Linked DNA regions of Mus musculus: region 1 is linked to region 2. A link is a contact called in public HiChIP or PLAC-seq data. All regions are on one chromosome and are shown on one strand. The core of a region is the stretch at or near the end of the contact, and the rest is flanking DNA. Distances in the headings are between cores, read along the strand shown.

Evidence for each region. HiChIP or PLAC-seq counts read pairs in DNA pulled down with a chosen protein or histone mark.
Region 1: an H3K27ac HiChIP or PLAC-seq map of embryonic stem cells shows a contact between it and region 2, with 6 read pairs. The contact joins the enhancer-like site here to the promoter of Relch in region 2. A contact is called at or near these places in 5 of 39 promoter capture datasets (the C10 cell line, embryonic stem cells, liver and 2 more), 1 of 15 datasets of contacts at CTCF or cohesin (the NIH/3T3 cell line), 5 of 484 Hi-C or Micro-C datasets (the G1E-ER4 cell line, bone marrow-derived macrophages, centroblasts and 2 more), 8 of 115 datasets of contacts at active chromatin or transcription factors (CD8 T cells, the SCID.adh cell line, bone marrow-derived macrophages and 3 more) and 4 of 9 other capture datasets (adipose tissue, liver, macrophages and 1 more).

The regions. Positions count from the first base shown.
Region 1 is chr1:105,726,581-105,730,640 of GRCm38.p6, forward strand. Relch (RAB11 binding and LisH domain, coiled-coil and HEAT repeat containing) reads left to right here. Exons shown (of 29, transcript NM_173187.4): 19 at 1,360-1,408. Among named protein-coding and RNA genes, the nearest start is that of Tnfrsf11a, 52 kb to the right of the region's middle. Within about 2 kb of position 2,426, at least 3 of the 459 cell types and tissues checked have an H3K27ac peak or open chromatin away from gene starts, as enhancers often do. A contact at or near this core is called in embryonic stem cells, where this site is marked.
Region 2 is chr1:105,661,334-105,665,171 of GRCm38.p6, forward strand. Relch (RAB11 binding and LisH domain, coiled-coil and HEAT repeat containing) reads left to right here and starts at 2,528. Exons shown (of 29, transcript NM_173187.4): 1 at 2,528-3,300. The coding sequence starts at 2,775. It overlaps Pign (phosphatidylinositol glycan anchor biosynthesis, class N), which reads right to left and starts at 2,343. Exons shown (of 31, transcript NM_013784.3): 1 at 2,167-2,343.

The DNA.
Region 1 (4,060 bases), core at 1,176-3,675, 65 kb after region 2:
TTTTAGTAGTATATTTAGCCTCAGCCTAGGGTATACTGAGATTTTATTATGAGATCTGCCACAGTAAATCTATCAAAGGCTTTTACCATAGGCGTATCAGGGGAAAGAACCCAGTCCTTTGACTAGTGATCAAGTTTTTTGCCATATAGAACAGATTTTGGAAGCAATTGTCTGCTTAGCACTTGATAAAACCTGAGGTGAGGAGCCACAGCAACCTGTAACATTTGCTTCAAGGGTTCCGCTTCTTAAAAACAGCATGGAGACTCAAATGAGTGTCTCCATCATTACCAGGGTGTGGTTTGTCACTGTGGCCTGCGATGTTTACTCTTTCACATGTTAAAATTTAAGGACGCTTACAGCCAATGTCTTCTTCAATTCTGTCTTCATAGTCTATTGCTAGGATAGTTGCTTAAGAGAACTAATTTTAAAAGAGTTTTAATGTTTTTTAAATCTGGTTTTCATCAAGATACTCATAGTAAACACTAAATTTCTGCTCCTGTTGAATCTGTATTATTGCAATGTTTAAAGCAAAAAAGTATTCTGTAATAGACTGTTGAGTTCAGACTTCCTTTATAGTGTATTAGCTGCTTTAATAAGTTAAGTAATTATTAGTGTTTTGCGAAATGAAGAGATTCAGTATTAGTTCTATGATTCTGCAGATTAATCTTTCCCCAGTGTTCTTCCTTTTAGTCTGCATTAAATATGTGAATTAAAAAGACTGAGATGCTGACAAGAAAGCAAAATCCTTTTACCTCTTCCCCAGTCTGTTACCATTATCATTGGAAATTGCTCAATAGTTCCTGAGTAAATAGCTAGCTGTATGGGTTCAGAAAAACATTTAGGAGTCATTTAAATATTGAACACTGCAGAATTGTCTTCAGTAGTTTGAAATCTATGATAATTCCATTTTTAAAAACCTGAGCATTTGCTCTACCTTAAGATAGTGAAGAAAAAAATCTTACTTGAAGGAATTTATTGATTGTGAACATGCTAACCATGACAATTCTAAAGGAGACTTTTTTTTCAAATATAGCCAGATGCTTTTTCCAATAATTCTAATCATATTATGGTGATATAATATTTACTCATGTAATGGTATGCAGGTGAGCTTTTTGGTCTCTAAATTTAGTTTTTAGGAGGAAATAATTTTAAGTACTTAAAATTATATTGAAATTATTTTCAGAAAAGAAACCAAAGACTATTCTGAAAATACCTGCTGATTTGAATTGATTTTTATCTGTAAAGGCCCTGTTAATTAAATATAATGTGTTTCTAACCATTTCAATATATACCTGTATCAGTAATAAGTATATATTTTATCACTAATTAATCCATAGGTCTTTCTTTTGCATTACTTAGGTAAAACCCCAGTTCCAAGAGATTTTAAGACTCTCTGAAGAAAATATTGGTAAGTATGTCCATTATTACTTTAAAAAAAGTTGAACCTTTTTATTCAGGAAAAATACTATATTCAGTTACTATATTCAGTATCATTAAATTACATACATTTAAAAGAGTAATTGAAAAGGAAAATGTGTATCATGAAGCTCTTAGTCATCCCTCTGAGCCATGTCAGTTATCTTCCCATGGGGTGAATTCTTCCTTCCTCGCTTTAATTTTAAATAACTACTTTGTGACCAAACTGGCCTAAGGCCAAGTTTCTCAAACTAGGTGCTTAATCCTTAGAGTGTGCCCTGGTGTGCTCAGAATACTTCATTCTTAACAAGCAGCATTAATAAATAAGAGTGGAAATGTCATAAAATAACAGTGGAAAGTAATGAAGGTTATGGAAGGTTTTTGTTTTTTAATGAAACAGAAAATTTAAAGAAACTATGGGTCTGTGTGATCAAACCTTGCATTGATCATTTTCACCCATGTGTCTTAGACAGTGCAGGTACAGCATCACTCTAAGCCAATGTCACTGGCCTAAGAAAGTGATCGTGTATACCTCTTGTACCCCGGTGTATTTTTTCAGTTCTAAGAATAAATTATAAAACATATTAAATGGAATATGTAGCAACTTCTATTTCATCAGTCTTGAACACATAGACAATTCTTTGTCTAAAATCTTACCTCAATATTGTGATTAGGTGGTTTATAAAATTTCTGGTGTCCTTAGAAGTAGTTGAAGAATGAATAAAATGTCAATGACATGTGCAAAGTACAGGTATTTTATTATTTTGTTTTGTTTTGAAGGAAGCAGAGTTTAAGAAATACTTCCCAAAATTTACAGTCTCAGTTGGGGTTTCTATTGCTGAAACCAATCACCATAACCAAAAAGCAAGTTGGGGAGAAAGGGTTTATTTGGCTTCTACTTCTGTAGTGCTGTTCATCATTAAAGGAAATCAGGACAAGAACTCAAATAGGACAGGATCCTAGAGGCAGGAGCTGATGCAGGGGCCATGGAAGGATGTTGCTTACAGGCTAGCTTCACATTATAGGACCCAGAACCACCAACCCAGGGAAGGCACCACCCACCATGGGCTGGCCCATCTCCCATTGATCATTAATTGAGAAAATGCCTTATAGCTGGATCTCATGGAGACATTTTCTCAACTGAGGCTCCTTTGTCTCTGATGACTCTAGCTTGTGTCAAGTTAACACAAAACCAACCAGCCAATACAGTTAGTTACTTTTAGTAGCTTTTTTTAAAGAGTTGATATTTAGAATGCCTAATTGTTGATGCTTAAGTTGGTTACTAATTCTGATGATGAGTTAGTGAAGAAAAAATTAATTACTGAGAATTGACAGCTTTTAAAATCAAGTTAGCTGTGAATATGTAGCCTCCCCTCCCCCAGCCTTAATGGTTCCACTGTTTACACCTGGGTGGAGCTTACCGGCTCAATCGTTCTGCCACGCCCACTGCTGGAACCTGTCGCTTTACTGTTCGGAGCGGTACACGCGGTCACCCTGCTATTGGACTCCAAGATTAATTGGCGGGAATCGGGTCCCTCCCCCTTCCTTTATAATGGAGTGCCGGAATAGTAAAAATTGAACCTTGAGCAGAGACCTTTGTCTTGGTTCCTTCCTTATCTCGCGCAGCCTAGCCCCTCTTCTCTTCCAGGTTTCCAAAATGCCTTTCCAGGCTAGAACCCAACCCTATGATCTGCTGGCCAGACACAACATGAATAGTTGATTGTTCAGAATGAAAATGATCATTAACCCCATTTTTAAAGTCAGGATTGCTAAATGCCACTTACTCCAGCCCAGATTTAATCTTCTACTACCACTGTCATGTTCAGCTGACACCAATATCCTCCCATGAAAAAGTTAGCTTTACCAGCAAAATAAACTTTAAATGCTAACTAATGGGAAACCTGTTTTGTTGTTGAAATCATATGAATTGTTAAATCAACTCAATTTCTTTATGTATGGCTCTGGAACTAAATAAACTATAAAAATAGAGGTACAGTAACAACATCAAAAAGAAATTTAAGAACATAGAAACTAAAACAAGTGTGTAAACGAATTAAATAATTTACCTCATTGTCATGTCTGAAAGTTTTCTTTTTTTTTTAAGATTTATTTATTGTTATATGTAAGTACACTGTAGCTGTCTTCAGACACCAGAAGAGGACATCAGATCTCATTATGGATGGTTGTGAGCCACCATGTGGTTGCTGGGATTTGAACTCAGAACCTTTGGAAGAGCAGTCAGTGCTCTTAACCACTGAACCATCTCATCAGCCCTGGAAGTTTTCTTTTTAAGTCTCACTTTATTTATAGACAACGACTCTTAGAGAGTGGTCATATGTCACACAGTCATGGTTGGAATCTCTTGCTTTTCTTTCTTTTCATTTATGTAATCTAATTCCTCCTCCATGAACATTAACAGGGCACTGTCTGGCCAAAAACCTACAGTACATATAGTTGAGGCCTTTGGAAACTAGAATCCCCGAGATAAAACAAGCTAAAAAATGTATATCTGGGTACTACTTTTAGTTAAGTGCCTTTATGTTTTACAAAATGCTACAACCTAAAAGCATACATATTTACCAAGACCTGGCTATATAGGTGCTTGAGAGACTCTTAAAGAAAGGTTTTGGGGGCTAGAGAGATG
Region 2 (3,838 bases), core at 1,278-3,777:
GTTGAGGAAATGCCTCCATAAGATCCAGCTGTGGGGCATTTTCTCAATTAATGATCAAGGGGGAAGGCCCCTTGTGGGTGGGACGATCTCTGGGCTGTTTGTCTTGGGTTCTATAAGAGAGCAGGCTGAGCAAGCCAGGGGAAGCAAGCCAGTAAAGAACATCCCTCCATGGTCTCTGCATCAGCTCCTGCTTTCTGACCTGCTTGAGTTCCAGTCCTGACTTCCTTTGGTGATAAACAGCAATGTGGAAGTGTAAGGCGAATAAACCCTCTCCTCCCTAACTTGCTTCTTGGTCATGATGTTTGTGCAGGAATAGAAACCCTAACTAAGACACTGACCACACTAACATTTGCTGCCAACCAGCTACCAGGCACTGTGGCAAGAACATTCACAATTCTATGTACTTTCATTATCTCTCTGGGCAGATGAATGTAAGAGAAGATGGGAGAATTTAGGTCCAAACATTTTCAACGTCTCACAATAAATGATATGTATATGATGTGCCCTTCTATTATTTTAAGAGCAGTTTTCCTCAGGCACCCTAAAAGTATATTTCTAAGCATCGCCATTACAAAGAAGAAGAAAATACACATTTCTGCTCATGTTTTTCCCATGCCATTCACTAATCCTCCATTCCAAAATTTGGTTACATTTTTAATCTCTTTGACAATATCAAAGTTAGAACTGATACCCCCTTTTGCTAAGAAATGTGAAACATTAAAATATTGCTCATTCTATACTATTGCCATGTTACTGAGGATTTTTTTCCAGATTCATTAATAAATAGCACAGTACAGCATTTAGTCCAACGAATTGGAAGCTAAAAGTCTTATTTAAAAAAAAATCCTTACTACTAACACTATTTTTAAATTGCTTCACAATGTAGCAAGGGTCTTTATGGTCTTTTACTATTTGGGCTAACTTTCTCCCCATCTCCCGGTCTCCTATGCTCATTTAAACCACCCACCCCAACCTCCAGTATTCCCCCTCCCACCTTCATATCACATGTAACATACTTTAAAAGCTCCTGTTAAAAAGCCCAAATAATAACTATATAGTAATACCAACCAAAGAAAGCATTTCAGAGCCTCATTCAAATGAAATTTTAGTTTCCTGTGAGACTGATTAAACTGAAATTAAAACCTACACTTAACTGCTGGGATACTTTACATGTAAACCGGTAACCAGACCTGAGGTCATATAACAATGCTCTATTTTTATTTTCCACAAAGATAAAGGAGATACTTCATTATATATATCAGAGCAGATGGTTAGCACTGTTGGCTATTTATTTTGTTGTCTGTTAGGACCTGGTGTTAATAAGAACTTAATTCTAAAACCAGGAAAAAGTGGCATTCTATGTTTAACAAAATAGAAGATATGAGGGCTAGGAGTCTAATAGCGACAGGGAAACTTCTTATCACCTCAAACTACAATCAAGGAATAGCATAAAGGATAAATGATATTCCAAACCTACGAGTATAGTTATGTGCTAAATGTTTCATAAAGGCCATCAAATCTCTCTACAGAGTACAATTTTTTAAATCGCTAAAATTTGATTGATCCATAAAGAAAACCTCGATTCTAGCCTAAATGGACTTAGCAAGGTTTCAGGGGATTGTGGAAAAGAATGGTTTTGGACAAAAGATAGGTGATACTTGTTCCAACGAATGTGTCCTAGTGCAGTGGACATGACCAGGCCACTGAAGCGGCCCAGACAACTTAGTTGTACTGAAGAGATAGCGCTGATAGTTTGAAAAGTTCCTTTGATGTAAAGTGTATGTTAATTTCCATGGGTTTACATATTACTTAGTTTGTCGTCCAAGACCAGGCTGTTCACAGATGAGTGTAAAGGCATCTCGAAACTCAAATGTTGCAACTTCCGTCCAGGCTCTATCTGCACCCTTCAGCTTTCTAAGTCCTATTCCCGGACGGAGGGGGCGGGAAGGCGCCCTCCTTAACCACAAGGAGGCCATGCCGTCGCCAGATCTCCAGGGGAGAGAGCAGATGGCTGGGAAACTAGGGAAGAGCAAAGAAGCCAGATTCTGACCGCTGCTCAGAGCACTTGCTATCTGGGCGGTGACAGCAAACAGCGACAAAAAACTGAAGCGTGAAGGGAGAAGCGGGCGTGGGAACACCTTAAGTGCAAGGGTCCCGGGACTTTACCTGAGAACTATCCGGCTCAGGCCCAGTCTTGGGAACGGGACCTCCTCAGAACGAAGGCAGGACCCAGGGCGGTGAAAGATGTCGGGAGGGTTCCCTTCAACCCTCAAAAACCACAGCCAAATCGTACCCCTCAGCGACCTCCACCTCTACTGCTCCAGGGAACGCCCCCAACCTGCCCCAGGCCTTCGCTGCTCTCGCGATAACTCTCTGGCCAGGTCCTGTAACTCCAGCCAATCCTCGAGAGCTTGTGGGCGGGGTCTTATGTTTGAGCCTGGAGCGGTTCCTTCGATCTTGCCACTCCAAGGCCAGAGGTGGGTGGGGCTGAGGCGGGGACGGGGCGGGGCGAAGATGGGACCAAGCCAGTTCTCGCGAGACTAGGGACCAGGAAGACGCCTGCAGAGTCGGCTACTGGTGCAGCAGCGGCTGAGACGGGAGGTGCTGCTGCATACCGGGCTCCTGCCTCCCAGTCCGGCCTAGGCTCTAGGTGAGGAGAGGTGCGGTCGGCCTGGGCTGCCTAGGTGGTCGGCGGCTCTCGGGACCTAACGGGGATTCAGGCTGAGGGCCTGTCGGGCCAAGCAGGGAAGCACCCACATTCCTGACAGAATAAGATGGCGGCGATGGCGCCCGGAGGTGGTGGCAGTGGTAGCGGAGTAAATCCTTTCCTCAGTGATTCGGATGAGGACGACGACGAGGTAGCGGCAACCGAGGACCGGCGGGCAGGACTTCGGCTGGGTGCCGGGGTCGGCCTAGATCCTGGTTCTGCAGGCTCCCTGTCGCCACAGGACCCCATGGCCCTGGGAAGCAGCGCGCGGCCGGGGCTCGCTGTGGAGATGTCCGCCGCCCCGGCGGCTCCGGGGGGCAGCGGGGAGACCCCTGCCCGATTGTCAATCGATGCCATCGCCGCTCAGCTGTTGCGCGATCAATACTTGCTGACCGCCCTGGAGCTGCACACCGAGCTGTTGGAGAGCGGCCGCGAGCTACCACGACTGCGCGATTACTTCTCCAATCCTGGCAACTTCGAGAGGCAGAGTGGGACCCCCCCAGGGATGGGGGCGCCCGGGATCCCTGGCGCCTCCATCGTCGGAGGCGCTGGAGGTCGGGAACCGAGTACGACGTCGGGCGGAGGACAGCTCAGTAAGTAGGCGTCGCCTGTCACACCTGCAGATGGGGGATTAGAGTTGGAGTGCAGCTGAAGGGGATTGTGGGCGGGTACTGAGTCTAGGGTCGTCTTGAGAAGGGAGAGTATGTTGAGTGAGATGCGAGGTGTCCTGTGTACTGCAAACAGAAAGATCCTGCTGTAGCTCTTCTTTGCATTGGTTTCCGATCTTTGGCAGGTGTTGTACAGCTCCTGGCTCCCCGTTGGTGTTGGGACCTATAACATCAGGGTTTCCAGTTTATTGAGTATTATGGCACTCTAGAAAGCTTCCTTATTGCCTGGGCATTTTTCTCTAGGCAGTTTTCCTTTTTTCCCCAGGCTGTTGAATCACACTACGAGGAAATAAAATGTTTCTTAGTAATTCTTTGACTCAAGAAAAAGAACAAACAGGAAATGTCAGCCCTCTGTACTGAAGTTCAATCCACTGAAGATCTTTTGTCTTTGCTTTTCCATTATTTTGTATCATTAATATATGCTAATAAAAAGAAGGAAATGAGATGTGTCTGCTTCATAGAA